4 separate regions of the Mus musculus genome follow, and regions 1, 2 and 3 are each linked to region 4. A link is a contact called in public HiChIP or PLAC-seq data. All regions are on one chromosome and are shown on one strand. Each heading gives the region's core, a stretch centred on a gene start, on an enhancer-like site or on the middle of the called end of the contact. The rest is flanking DNA. Distances are from core to core; before and after follow the strand shown.

Evidence for each region. HiChIP or PLAC-seq counts read pairs in DNA pulled down with a chosen protein or histone mark.
Region 1: an H3K4me3 HiChIP or PLAC-seq map of embryonic stem cells shows a contact between it and region 4, with 59 read pairs. The contact joins the enhancer-like site here to the promoter of Pheta1 in region 4. A contact is called at or near these places in 6 of 39 promoter capture datasets (embryonic stem cells, frontonasal cranial neural crest and maxillary cranial neural crest), 1 of 15 datasets of contacts at CTCF or cohesin (embryonic stem cells), 3 of 484 Hi-C or Micro-C datasets (all in embryonic stem cells), 20 of 115 datasets of contacts at active chromatin or transcription factors (the SCID.adh cell line, acute myeloid leukemia, bone marrow-derived macrophages and 12 more) and 2 of 9 other capture datasets (liver and macrophages).
Region 2: an H3K4me3 HiChIP or PLAC-seq map of embryonic stem cells shows a contact between it and region 4, with 36 read pairs. The contact joins the promoter of Cux2 here to the promoter of Pheta1 in region 4. A contact is called at or near these places in 15 of 39 promoter capture datasets (the 3T3-L1 cell line, the HPC-7 cell line, HPC-7-derived erythroid cells and 8 more), 10 of 484 Hi-C or Micro-C datasets (embryonic stem cells, muscle stem cells, palatal mesenchyme and 2 more), 25 of 115 datasets of contacts at active chromatin or transcription factors (the SCID.adh cell line, SST interneurons, acute myeloid leukemia and 13 more) and 3 of 9 other capture datasets (adipose tissue, liver and pancreatic islet).
Region 3: a contact with region 4 is called in an H3K4me3 HiChIP or PLAC-seq map of the SCID.adh cell line, with 10 read pairs. The contact joins the enhancer-like site here to the promoter of Pheta1 in region 4. A contact is called at or near these places in 2 of 39 promoter capture datasets (the 3T3-L1 cell line and liver), 1 of 15 datasets of contacts at CTCF or cohesin (large pre-B cells), 4 of 484 Hi-C or Micro-C datasets (CD4 T cells, the G1E-ER4 cell line, granulocyte-monocyte progenitors and 1 more), 5 of 115 datasets of contacts at active chromatin or transcription factors (the SCID.adh cell line, embryonic forebrain, embryonic hindbrain and 2 more) and 2 of 9 other capture datasets (adipose tissue and liver).

Annotation. Positions count from the first base shown.
Region 1 is chr5:122,069,736-122,072,435 of GRCm38.p6, reverse strand. No RefSeq gene overlaps it. Among named protein-coding and RNA genes, the nearest start is that of Gm52786, 16 kb to the right of the region's middle. Within about 2 kb of position 1,310, at least 27 of the 459 cell types and tissues checked have an H3K27ac peak or open chromatin away from gene starts, as enhancers often do. A contact at or near this core is called in embryonic stem cells and microglia, where this site is marked.
Region 2 is chr5:122,048,407-122,051,289 of GRCm38.p6, reverse strand. It overlaps Cux2 (cut-like homeobox 2), which reads left to right and starts at 1,439. Exons shown (of 23, transcript NM_001312908.1): 1 at 1,439-1,514.
Region 3 is chr5:121,648,227-121,650,926 of GRCm38.p6, reverse strand. Acad10 (acyl-Coenzyme A dehydrogenase family, member 10) reads left to right here. Exons shown (of 21, transcript NM_028037.4): 4 at 1,379-1,573. Among named protein-coding and RNA genes, the nearest start is that of Acad10, 11 kb to the left of the region's middle. Within about 2 kb of position 1,431, at least 9 of the 459 cell types and tissues checked have an H3K27ac peak or open chromatin away from gene starts, as enhancers often do. A contact at or near this core is called in the SCID.adh cell line, where this site is marked.
Region 4 is chr5:121,847,617-121,850,316 of GRCm38.p6, reverse strand. It overlaps Pheta1 (PH domain containing endocytic trafficking adaptor 1), which reads right to left and starts at 1,320. Exons shown (of 4, transcript NM_175474.4): 1 at 1,193-1,320.

The DNA of each region.
Region 1 (2,700 bases), core at 61-2,560, 220 kb before region 4:
CCCTGGGACACCTATGTGTTCTGTATCCCCAGGTCTGGAAGCTGCACCCAGACCCTCTTTCACTACAGCCTCAGGCCTTGGGCGACATCATCAGGACCCTTGGCTCCTGTGAGACAGACTCAGGCCCAGCCAACCACAGCACTTTCACGTCTCACCTCTCTCCACATAATGATTAGGTCTCTACTGTGAACTCAGTCAGGCCTAGCCAATCAGAGCTTGCCATCCTTCTGACTTAACCATGATTGGTTCTTAGATCAACACATGACCTAAGTAAGATTGGTTAGTAAGGTAGCCTTACCTCCGGAGTTAAGTCAGGACTCAAAGGCCAGGCTGATGGCTGGGATTTAAGCTTTGAGATCCTGGCAGCCATATTAGCAGCGTGAGGGAGAAGCTACTTGATAAGGGAAACTTGACTCCTGACAAGGAGCAAGATAGACATCACCCAACAATGGCTGACCCATGAGTTGTATGTTCCGTGATCAAAGTCTGTTCCAGACCCTGTGGCAATGGCTACTCATTTGCCCCACCCCCACCCCCAGCCGCCTGAGTACTATGACTACTTCCATTTTACAGATAGGAAAATGGAGGCCCAGGAGCTCACCGAGGCAGGGGCGGAGCCAGAATCTCAGCCCAAGAGCTCTGGGTGCAGAATCCCAGTTCCTAAGCATAGGGCATTATTCTACAGCATGTATTGGGCACCTACTGTGTACCATGTTGTGTGGAAATGTGGGCAGCATTCCTGGAATCTGGCATGCCCAGTACTGGGTTGCCATGGTGACCTGCCTTTGGCCTGGGTGGGGAGGAGCGGACATCTATCTTCTTCCAGTTCTGCTAACTGCAAGATCAAGGTCAAGGCGTGGCCCACTGTTGTGGTGTGACCTGACCTCCTTGCTGGAGGACATGGCTTCTGTGTGCATGTTCAGGAAGAGGAAGGCTCCTGAGGCTTCATGTCCCCAGTCCTGCTGGGCGGGCCTGTTCTGTGGCTCATCCCATCCTTAGGAAACTGGTATGCAGACAGACACAGGGGGTGCTCCATGGTACATGGGGAGCAAGTTTCTTCCAGACCTTCAGGAGTAAGAGTGTGAGAGAGTGGGTGGGCCAGCAGTGGGGGGAGCCAAGGGTAACCCGGTAGGTACCCTGTTTCTATGACTTTTGCAGAGAAACTCCTTAGCAGTGAGCCTGGCGGGCCCTCACAGACCTTCACAAATGTCAGGGGTATTTTTAGCCCGCAGAGCCGATGCGTCCGGTGGCGGACGCGAGAAGTGAGAACGTCTGGACAGACAAAGTGCACAGCCACAGGAATCTCTATTTCAGGCTTGTGGGGCCTGGCTCGGCCAGAGAGAGACAGCAGGCTGCCTGGCAGCTGGAACCAGAAACCAGCCTTGAGATAACCGAGGCCTAGAACCTTCTCTGATCTCCTCCCGGGAGGGGAGGAGGGCCCTGTAGCAAGTGCCATCTGAGTGGGTATCCTGGGGTGGTGGGTGGCCAGTGAGGTGGCAGGACAAGATTGCCACTGTCGATTCCCTGGGCAAGTATTCACAGGGCTTGAGGATCACTGTGGAGTCGGGAAAATTCTAGAAGCACATGGTCTGGACTAGGTGCTTTGTCAGCCTGAGGGACTGTGGTTACACAGAAGGTGGGCTCTGAGCCTGTCTCATAGTCAGAGAAGGATCCTAAGGAGGGTGTGTGTGATCCTTGAATTAGGGGCTTCAGTGACACTCTATAGCAAGCCAGCCAAGATGGGAGTGGAGTGTGAAAACCTGGGGGAGGGTAGAGGAGGGAGTTCAATCATTCATAGATAGATAGATAGATAGATAGATAGATAGATAGATAGGTGTGTCAGTGTTTTAAAAAGAATCATCTATTTATTTTATGTATATGAGCACACTGTAGCTGTCTCCAGACACAGCAGAAGAGGGCATCAGATCTCATTGCGGATGGTTGTGAGCCACCATGTGGTTGCTGGGATTTGAACTCAGGACCTCTGGGAGAACAATCAGTGCTCTCAACCGCTGAGCCATCTCTCCAGCCCAGATGTGTGTTTTTATCTGCAGGACGCTGTCCAGAATCCCTCGTCAACACCCAGAATGGCACACGGTCCCAACCTTATGGACGTGTTCCTGATGGTGTGTAGTTTACTAGTCAGCCATAGAATCGGCTATAGAAGGAGCTAAGGGATGATGGGAAATCCAAGCAAGGATGACCACCATGTCATAAAACTTACCTATAGCTCCGAGCCGAATGGAGTACTCCCATGGGCCAGGCACTTGGAAGGTTGAGGTCCAGAGAACCCTTGATCCCAGGAGTTTAGGCGAGTCTGGGCAACAGAGTGGGATGCTGTCTCTAAGAGGTATGAATAAGGTATAAATAGACAAGTGAAATAAAGGATAATATACAAAAGGAGGAAGGACAGAAGGAAGGAAGGAAGGACAGAAGGAAGGGAGGGAGGGAGAGCTGGCGGCAGTTTCACTATGGCACGTGACTGACCCACATCTGCTCCAACTTCAACCTCACTGCAGACTTAGGAGTAGGAGATAGGCTTTTGGTCCCATTTTGCTGCTGAGGGGACAGGCTCAGAGAGAGATCAGCCTACTCACCTGAGGCCACACAGAGGTACTGGAAGATGCCCTATCCATGCAAACCCCGTAGAAGATGCCCCATAGTCCTGGAGAGCCCAGGCTTTCCCCCTTTCTAGCCATA
Region 2 (2,883 bases), core at 190-2,689, 200 kb before region 4:
GTGATGTCAGAAGTCCAAGCTCAGCCATAAAAAGGGAATATAATTTCGGTTGGCCGTCCATAAAAGCTAGTCTTTTGACAGAGATGAGGGGGGGACTAGGCCTCTTCTTTTGGAAGGGAAGTAAGTGGGGGGGGTGATGTGCAATAGGGTGTGGTGTGGGGAGGTGGGCAGGCAAGGAGGGTGACTTCAGGGTCTGGAGGTTTTTTTAGGGTTTTTTTTAGGGGGTACCGAGGCATGATGGGTTTCTGAGTCCCTTCTTTAGGATAACAAGTTGGGAGGGCTCATAGAAAAGAAGAGGGATATGTGAAATACGCCCCCTTTTGGTCCAGGGTCTGAGGAACTGCAAAGGCCGGGACCTCCCCGCCCTGGGTTAAAGATCAAGGAGAAAGCAGAAACGCTATACTCAAAGGGCGTGTGTGTGTGTGTGTGTGTGTGTCCGTCCATGTGCGTTGGCCATGGTAATGATAACATGACACCCTGCCTAGCCCCCATAGTGATGTTAGAGGTCCGGAGCTGCTACAGCGGGCCTTGGAGAACCTCAACTGATCCAAGCAGCTGTTGGGGAAAGGCTGCTTCCGCAAAGGTTTCTCTAAGGACATCCTGCAGCAACATTCACTTCACGCCAGGGACTTGCTTTGGAAAGTTGTGGGGTGCGTTACGCCCACTAAAGAATAACGATCAGAGCCCTACTGTAAAGACGCAAAGCATAGACACACAGGTTCCCCAATAGGACTTCCTTCGGTGCTGTACAGCACCATGCTGGGCGCCCGGAGACTTTCCCACGGCTCCGGGGCGCCCCCTCGCGGCGGTCACCCGCAGCGCAGCGAGCGCGTGGCGCGCGGGGTTGCGAGGGGGGGGGTGGACCTCGGCCGGAGGGTCGCGCGTGTGTGCTCCGTGCTCCCCTCGCGCGAGGCCACGCGAGGAGAGCGGCCGCACGCACTGCAGAGAGCTCACTTTGTTCTTTACGGTCCCCGTCGCCCGCGGCCCCTCCGCGCTCCCGCCGCCCCCCCTGCGCATTGATCCGCGCGCGCGGCGCTGTCGATAAGTTTGCAAGGAGCCAAAGTCAAGTGCGAGCGGCGTGCGCGCAGAGCCGGGCCGCGCTCCCGGGGTCCAGCCCGGGTGTTGGCGGCAGCCGCATCCCCGGCCGCGCGCCCGCCCCCAAGATGGCGGCCGAGGGGGGACCGCGGGGGGCCCGGGGGCCGAGGCCGGCCAGGGCTGTACGGGCGACCAGGGGGCCGCGCGCAAGACGGCGCCTGGACTGGCGGCGGCTGCAGGTGAGCAGACCAGCCCGCCTTTGTTCGCTGCCGCCACGAGCGGCCGCCGGGACGCGGGAGCCGCCGAGGCGGGAGGAGCGCGGGGAACGGGAGGAGCGCGGGGAGCACGGAGAGCGCGCGGGCAACGCGGGGGAGCGGGACGCGGCTGCGCAGCCATCCAGCCGCCGCCGCCGCCGCCGCCTCCTCCACCGGCTGCTGCAGCCAGGACGCTCGGTGCTCCTCCCGGGCCGATCCCTGAGGGTTAGTCTCTGCGTCTTGTTTCTCCCTCTCTCCTCGGTTTTTTATCACCCCCTCCGCCTGCTTTCTCTTCCTCCGCCTGCTTTCTGCCTCCGTCCTTCCCACCTCTGTCTTGACCCCCCCCTCCCGCCTCCCCTCTCCGGTCTTGCTTTTCTTCCCTCGCTTCCCCTCCTCCTGCTTTCTCTCCATCATCTTGATATTCCCCTTCTCTGTCTGCTCCTCCCTCCCCGCCCCTTCCCCTCCATCCCAGTCCCGCGGCCCCGGAGCCCCAGGCCCGAGCGCGCGCAACTTTGCGCACCTGCCGCGGGGCGGAGCAGGTGCGCGGGCTGCAGCCCCTGGGAACTTTTGCACCCGCGCCCCTGGGGCTACCGGTTCTACCTCGCTTGCTCTCGCACCCTGCTCTCTCTGCCTTGGCCCCCCTCGCTCCCCTCTCCTTCTCAGGGGCGACACTCTTGGCAGCCCCAGCACTTTTTCCATGTTCCTGGTGCGCGGGCTCCAGGTGCCTCCAGGTTGGGATGTTTGCTGACCGTCTTTCTGAGGCCCTGGGATGGGCGGGGGGTAGGGGGGGAGATGCGGTGTTACAGTACCCCATTTGGCGACACACTTGGGTGCTCATTACGCCCGCAGAGGCTCCCTGCACCCTGCAGTCGAGCAGAGTCGCGGCAGGTGCTGCGATGGCCTGGGCGGGGAAGCCTTGTGGATAACCACGCTCTGAGAGCATTTTGCTTGGCCAGTGACATTCTCAGAATTCGTGACAACACGTCTGGAGATAAAAAAATAAATAAATAAAACATAAAGGGACCCACTTTCCCTTTTTAATCTGTCCGCAGATCTCGTTAAGTTGCTTCTGATAAGTGGCTCGCTCCAGCCCCCCTCTTCTCTGTCCCCACTCCTCGCTCCCCTCCTCCCTCAAAGCCACCGAGCCGGAGAGAAAATCGGGGCACTCAGGCATGCAGTTAATAACTGCAGGAGCTATGCAATTCCTAGTCCGCGCCCGAGTTGAGGTTACAGTTTGGTGGCCGGCTAAGATGGGCAAGGCTGTGTCCTATGCTAGACGGTTTAAAGGATGCTAAAGTGGCTTTGGAGGTGGGGAGCAGGGGCCGGGAGGGGGCAGAGAGAGAGAGAGTTGGGTAGCCACATTGGGCCTGGCACGAAGGCCAATGGTAATCGTATTCCCTGCTAATGTTTGTAAATGAGACCCGGGCAGGCTGGGGGACAGCGTCTTTATTTATGATTGATGTTCTGTAACATAAGGGATGACAAGAACGCGGCAGACTAGAGGGGAGCAAGCGGCTGGGCTGACGGAAGCTCTTACCCGGGTGCTATTGTTATTCTCCTGGAGAGAATTGCTACGGTGAGCTTTACAGCGGCC
Region 3 (2,700 bases), core at 182-2,681, 200 kb after region 4:
AAAAATGGAGACTGTTCCCGGGCCTGGTTTCTCTTTAGGACAGTAAGATCCCGTTTTATGGGGCTGGTTGTATAACTTTGTGAGTATTGGAAACCTTTGTCAGGCTCTGGTGGTTCATCCATCCCTTTCCACAACACTCAGGAGGCAGAGGTGGAAGGATTAAAAAAAAAACCAGCAGAAGTGGTGTACACCTTTAGTCCTGGCACTGGAGAGGCCAGGGTATGTGATCTCAGTGGGTGCCAGCCAGGGCTTCAGAGTGAGACCCTGTCTCAAAACCACAACAGAAGAATGGTTGACCTGCACACACTCTCTAGGCTGCCTGCCTGCTATTTAGTTACATTTCTGTACAATATTATAAAACCTACCTGGGCCTACAAGACTTGGCATTTGCAGATTTTGAAACCTGTTTGCAAACCCTATAGATTAGAATCTAAAAACAAGCAAACATTGGACTGGAGAGATGGCTCTGTAGTTGAGGGCGCATGCTGCTCCTATAGAAGACCTGGGTTCAATTCCCGCCACCCACATTGTCTCAACCGTGTGTGACTCCACTTCTGGGAATCCAGCATCCTCTTCAGGACTCTGAGGACTCCAGGCACACACATGGTGTATATATATATATATATATGTGTGTGTGTGTGTGTGTGTATATTGTATATATATATATATACATATATATACCTGCAAGCAAAAGACCCATGTGTAAAATAAAATACTTAATAGTTTTTTAAAACCTAAAATTGATCTGAAACTGAAATTCATAAAACTATGGCAAGGTATGACACAGAATCATGCAGGCTATTAATGATAAATGATACCTGATGAACAGGCTTTAAAGCTTAATGTACCCTCTTCTGACCGTCTGCCTTTTTTGACTGACAAGAGCAGAAGGAAGAACTCTAGTGACCACAGTGGGGCAACATCTCTGGCTATTTTAACCATCCTAATTCCAAATAAGGGATTTGTTCTCTTTTTCATTTTTGAAGCAGGGTTTGGGAAGGGGTCTCTCTGGTGGCCTGGCTAACGTCAAAAGCTCAGGTCCTCTTCCTTCACTTCCCAGGTTGTAATTAAAGCCCAGCGCCTAAATGCGTTCTTAAAGAATGCCGTACACCTAGGGAAGGTGATGCTTACCTGTGGTCCTGGATAGTATGGAGGCTGAAGCAGGAGGATCACTTGATCCCAGGCATTGGGGGCTTGTCTGCTCAGTATACGGAGAACTCCTCTCAAAATACTAGTGCAGACTCTAAAGTCATGTGCACTAGGCCCTGGGCTCTCACATCCAGGCAGCAATAGGATGCCAGGAATGGATTTGCCTGTGGGCCACGAGGGACCACACTAATAACCACACTAATTCTCCCGCCTCCTCTCCTGTTCACAGGCAAAGACTTCCGTGCCCGTGAGCTCCTATTTCTCTCTGCTGACCAGTGAGCAGGTGACAAAGCAGTTCCCGGTGATGACTCAGGCCATCTCTCAGATCAGAGCAAAAGGCCTCCAGACTGCAGTCCTCACCAACAACTTTCATCTTTCCAGCGGGGAAAGCTTCCTGCCCCTGGACCGGAAACAGTTTGATGTGGTGAGTACAAGGTGCTGGGTGTGCTGGAGAGGCTCTGAATTTATTAGCTCTAAAGGCTGCCTGCTAGCGGTCTCCAGGAAGTGGGTTTCTACTCACATATCTGCCCGAATCGGGATTAGGTGTAATAAGTTGAAAATTGTCTTTTACTTTTGGCCTTTTTTATTATCTGTTTATCTGTCTGTCTATCTGTCTATCTATCTATCTATCTTTCCATCCATCCATCTATTTTTAAAGTCAGAGTTTCTCTGTGTAGCCATGACTGCCCTAGAACTTACTTTGTAGACCAAGCTGTCCTTGAACACTCAGAGACCCACCTGCCTATGTCTCTCCCATGCTGGGATTAAAGGCCTGGCCTTTATTTTAATTAATTTTAGCTTTTTTTTTTTTTTTTTTTTTTTAGTATAGCCCTGACAACCTGGAACTTGCTACAAAGACCAGGCTGGCCTGGGACTCACAAAGGTCCACTTGCTTCTGCTTCCCAAATGCTGGGACTAAAGGCTTGTGCCACCACATCCAGCAAAATGGGCCCTTAAAGCATAATTGAGCTCAGGGCTGGAGAGAAGGCAGAGAGGTTAAAAGCATTAGCTGCTCTTCCAGAGGCCCTGAGTTCAGTTCCCTACAACCACATAGATGGTGGCTCACAACAATCTGTAATGGGATCTGATTCTCTCTTCTGGTGTGCATTAAGACAGAGCACTCGGGCTGGAGAGATGGCTCAGCAGTTAAGAGCACTGACTGCTCTTCTAGAGGTCATGAGTTCAATTTCCAGCAACCACATGATGGCTCACAACCAAGTCTTATGGGATCCGATGTTCTTTTCTGGTGTGTCTGAAGACAGCTGCAGCATACTCCTATACGTAAAATAAATAAATAATTCTAAAAGTAAGATCACTCATATATATAAGATATACAAATATATCTTTTTAAGAAAAACATAATTGTGCCTATGACCAAGTATTGATGAGGTGAAGACCCCTTTATGCTGCACACTCAAACCCTCACCTATACTACCACATCTCATGTGGGTTCTGACATTCTCCACTGTTTGTCTGAGGCACAATTCCAGACCAGTGCCATCCCATAATACCTCACTGCTTTGCGTGATGGTTCTCTGGGTGAAGATGCTT
Region 4 (2,700 bases), core at 71-2,570:
CCCACCAAGACTGACAATATTACCTGGTGCCCATCAGCCATCCTCCCCCAACTGCCCAGATGGGGGCACCCTGGCCAAGGTCACCAGCAGACAGAAGGCCCAGCCAGGTCCCTAGCCCTTGCCTGCTCTGGCTCGGCAAACAAGCAGGCTCTAGCTTCCCCTTGGAGGGAGGGAGTGCTCCCTGCTATTCAACCGTCTCTGCTCTGTTCAGGTTCAAAGTCTGCTGAGGGCTCCGAGCTACAAGCAACAGGGTCTAAGCACGATGCTTTAGGGACCAAATTCTTGTCTGGGCTGGCCCAGGCCGGAAGCCCAGTTACCAACACTTCCCAGACCTCAGTTTGCCTCAATGGGCTTCATGGAGGCACCGATGAGCTAAACTAAGGACAGCCTGTGACAAACTATAGGGGGAAAGTATTCTAAAGCAGGCGAAGGCACCCAATGTGGCGCTCACACCTGTCATTCCAGCACTTGGAAGGCAGACAAAAAACGCCACACATGCCAGGTATAGTGGTGCACACCTTTGATCCCAGCCCTCGCGATGCAAAGATAGGTGGATCTATCTGTGAGGCTAGCCTGTTCTGCATTATTGAGTTCCAGGCCAGCCAAGGGTACACATTAAGCTTCTGTCTCATTTAACAACAAAACCGGCCGGGCGCGGTGGCGCACGCCTTTAATCCCAGCACTGGGGAGGCAGAGGCAGGCGGATTTCTGAGTCCGAGGCCAGCCTGGTCTACAAAGTGAGTCAGGGCTACACAGAGAAACCCTGTGTCGAAAAACCAAAACAAAAAACAAAAAAACAACAACAAACCCCACCAAAAACAAAACAAAATAAAACAGTTTAGCGGATAAAGACGCTGGCTGTCAAGCTTTCTGACCCGAGTTTGATCCCCAGAAACCAAGTAGAAGAAGGAAAGCCCGGACTCCCCCCAAGTTGTCTTCTGACCTCCACACACGCACACGTAAACAAAAGTAAATACATAAAAAATTAAGACAAGTGATGAGTCCTCCATTCGTGGGGTCACAGCTGGCCCCGCGGCTAGGACTCGAGGGAAACGGAGGCAGGGCATCACCACCGCGGAACCTCAAGCCCCCGTGGTGCGCCGGCCGGGCCGCGATGGAGGCCGCGGGCGGGTCCCGGGCGACAGCCGCGCGGCTGCCGACCCCGTCGCGGTCCCGTCCCGCCCGGCTTTACCTGGCTCTGGGACCGGCGCGACGGTCTGTCCTGCCCATGGCCCGGAACAGCTCGGGGGCCGGCGACGACAGGGCCCTTTGTCTCCCGGAGGCCGAGTGGCGGCGACCCGCGGGCGCCCCTTTAACCCTGAGCGGCCCGCCCAGGAGGGGGAACGCCTCCGAGCCACACGCGCCTGCCCATTGGTCAGCCCTGCAAGGTCCCGCCCCCGAATTTACCACGCCCCCACACGCGCGCCTGAAAAATCCCTCTTAAAGGGACCGTGCCAGGGTCGGGAGTTCCCAGAATTCGGTCCCGGAGCAACCTGGCGAGACGGCTCAACGGCGCTTGTCGCCAAGCCTGGGGAAATATAACGTGAAAGATGCCAGGGAACCGCCTCCCACCAGTTGCTCAAGGTACACACAGGATATCTAGTGAGTCCGAGACCATCCTGGCCTCGAAAACAAAAAATAAATAAATAAATAAAGAAAGAAAGAAAGAAAGAAAGAAAAGAAAAAAGAAAACGTTCAACCCACAGCGTTTCCAGAGAAAATCAACACAAGTCTGTTTTAAAACGCAGAGGATACCGAGCCATCCAAACACTTGCCTAAATTAAGAGAGAGTTCTAGAAGTGAGCAGAGGTAGAGGCCCACCGACCCACTGCACCCCTGCGTGACCTCCCAGGAGTCGCTGGGATTCTATGCAAAATATAAAGACAAGCGTGGTGTTTACAGGGTGTGGCTCAACTACAGGCGCTCCCAGTAAGTAGGAATGGCCGGGGTTTCCCCTCTCCCCAAAAATCACACAGACCCACCTCCCAGAATCCTTCACTTCCTTTTCTTCCTGCCTCCTCCTCACTTCCTTCTACTTTCCTGTCCGGGGTCCTCCTAGCCGGAGGACAAGAGCGAAACAGGACAGACCAGGATCCCAGGCTTCATTCCACCGAGTCTCACTAGCGCCTACAGTGGTGCAGACTGATCCAGAGAGAAACAGCTCGGAGTCAATCAAAAAACAGTTCTAACAGGGCTTGGTGAGAGGCAGAGAATAGGCGACAGCCGCCGGGAGTGCGGGGCTGAGACAAACCAACGCTCAGGAATGGCCACTGAGGGGCAGCGACCTAGCCCACTGGAGACCTGCAGGAAGGGTGTCCCGGATGGAGGAAACCGCAAGTCCAAAGGCACAGAGAAGCGCAGAGAGCAAGTGGAGGAAGAAGTTACGTGTTGGAAGGCTTTTAGGAAGCCTTATTGCATAGGACCCTGTGAACTTTGGGAAATCTTTGTTTTCAGGTGTGCTTGGGAGCACGTGTAATTTCAGGCCTTGGTAGGGAGTGGTAAGAGGACATCTGGAAAGCTATATATATATATATATATATATATATATACACATATATACATATACACGCAATATTTTATATTATATATTATATACATATATAGCTATATAGCAAGATTGTGCCTCAATATAATAAAATATTTATTACTTATAATTAATAAGTATTAAATAAATCATTAATTTATTAGATAAACTAATTA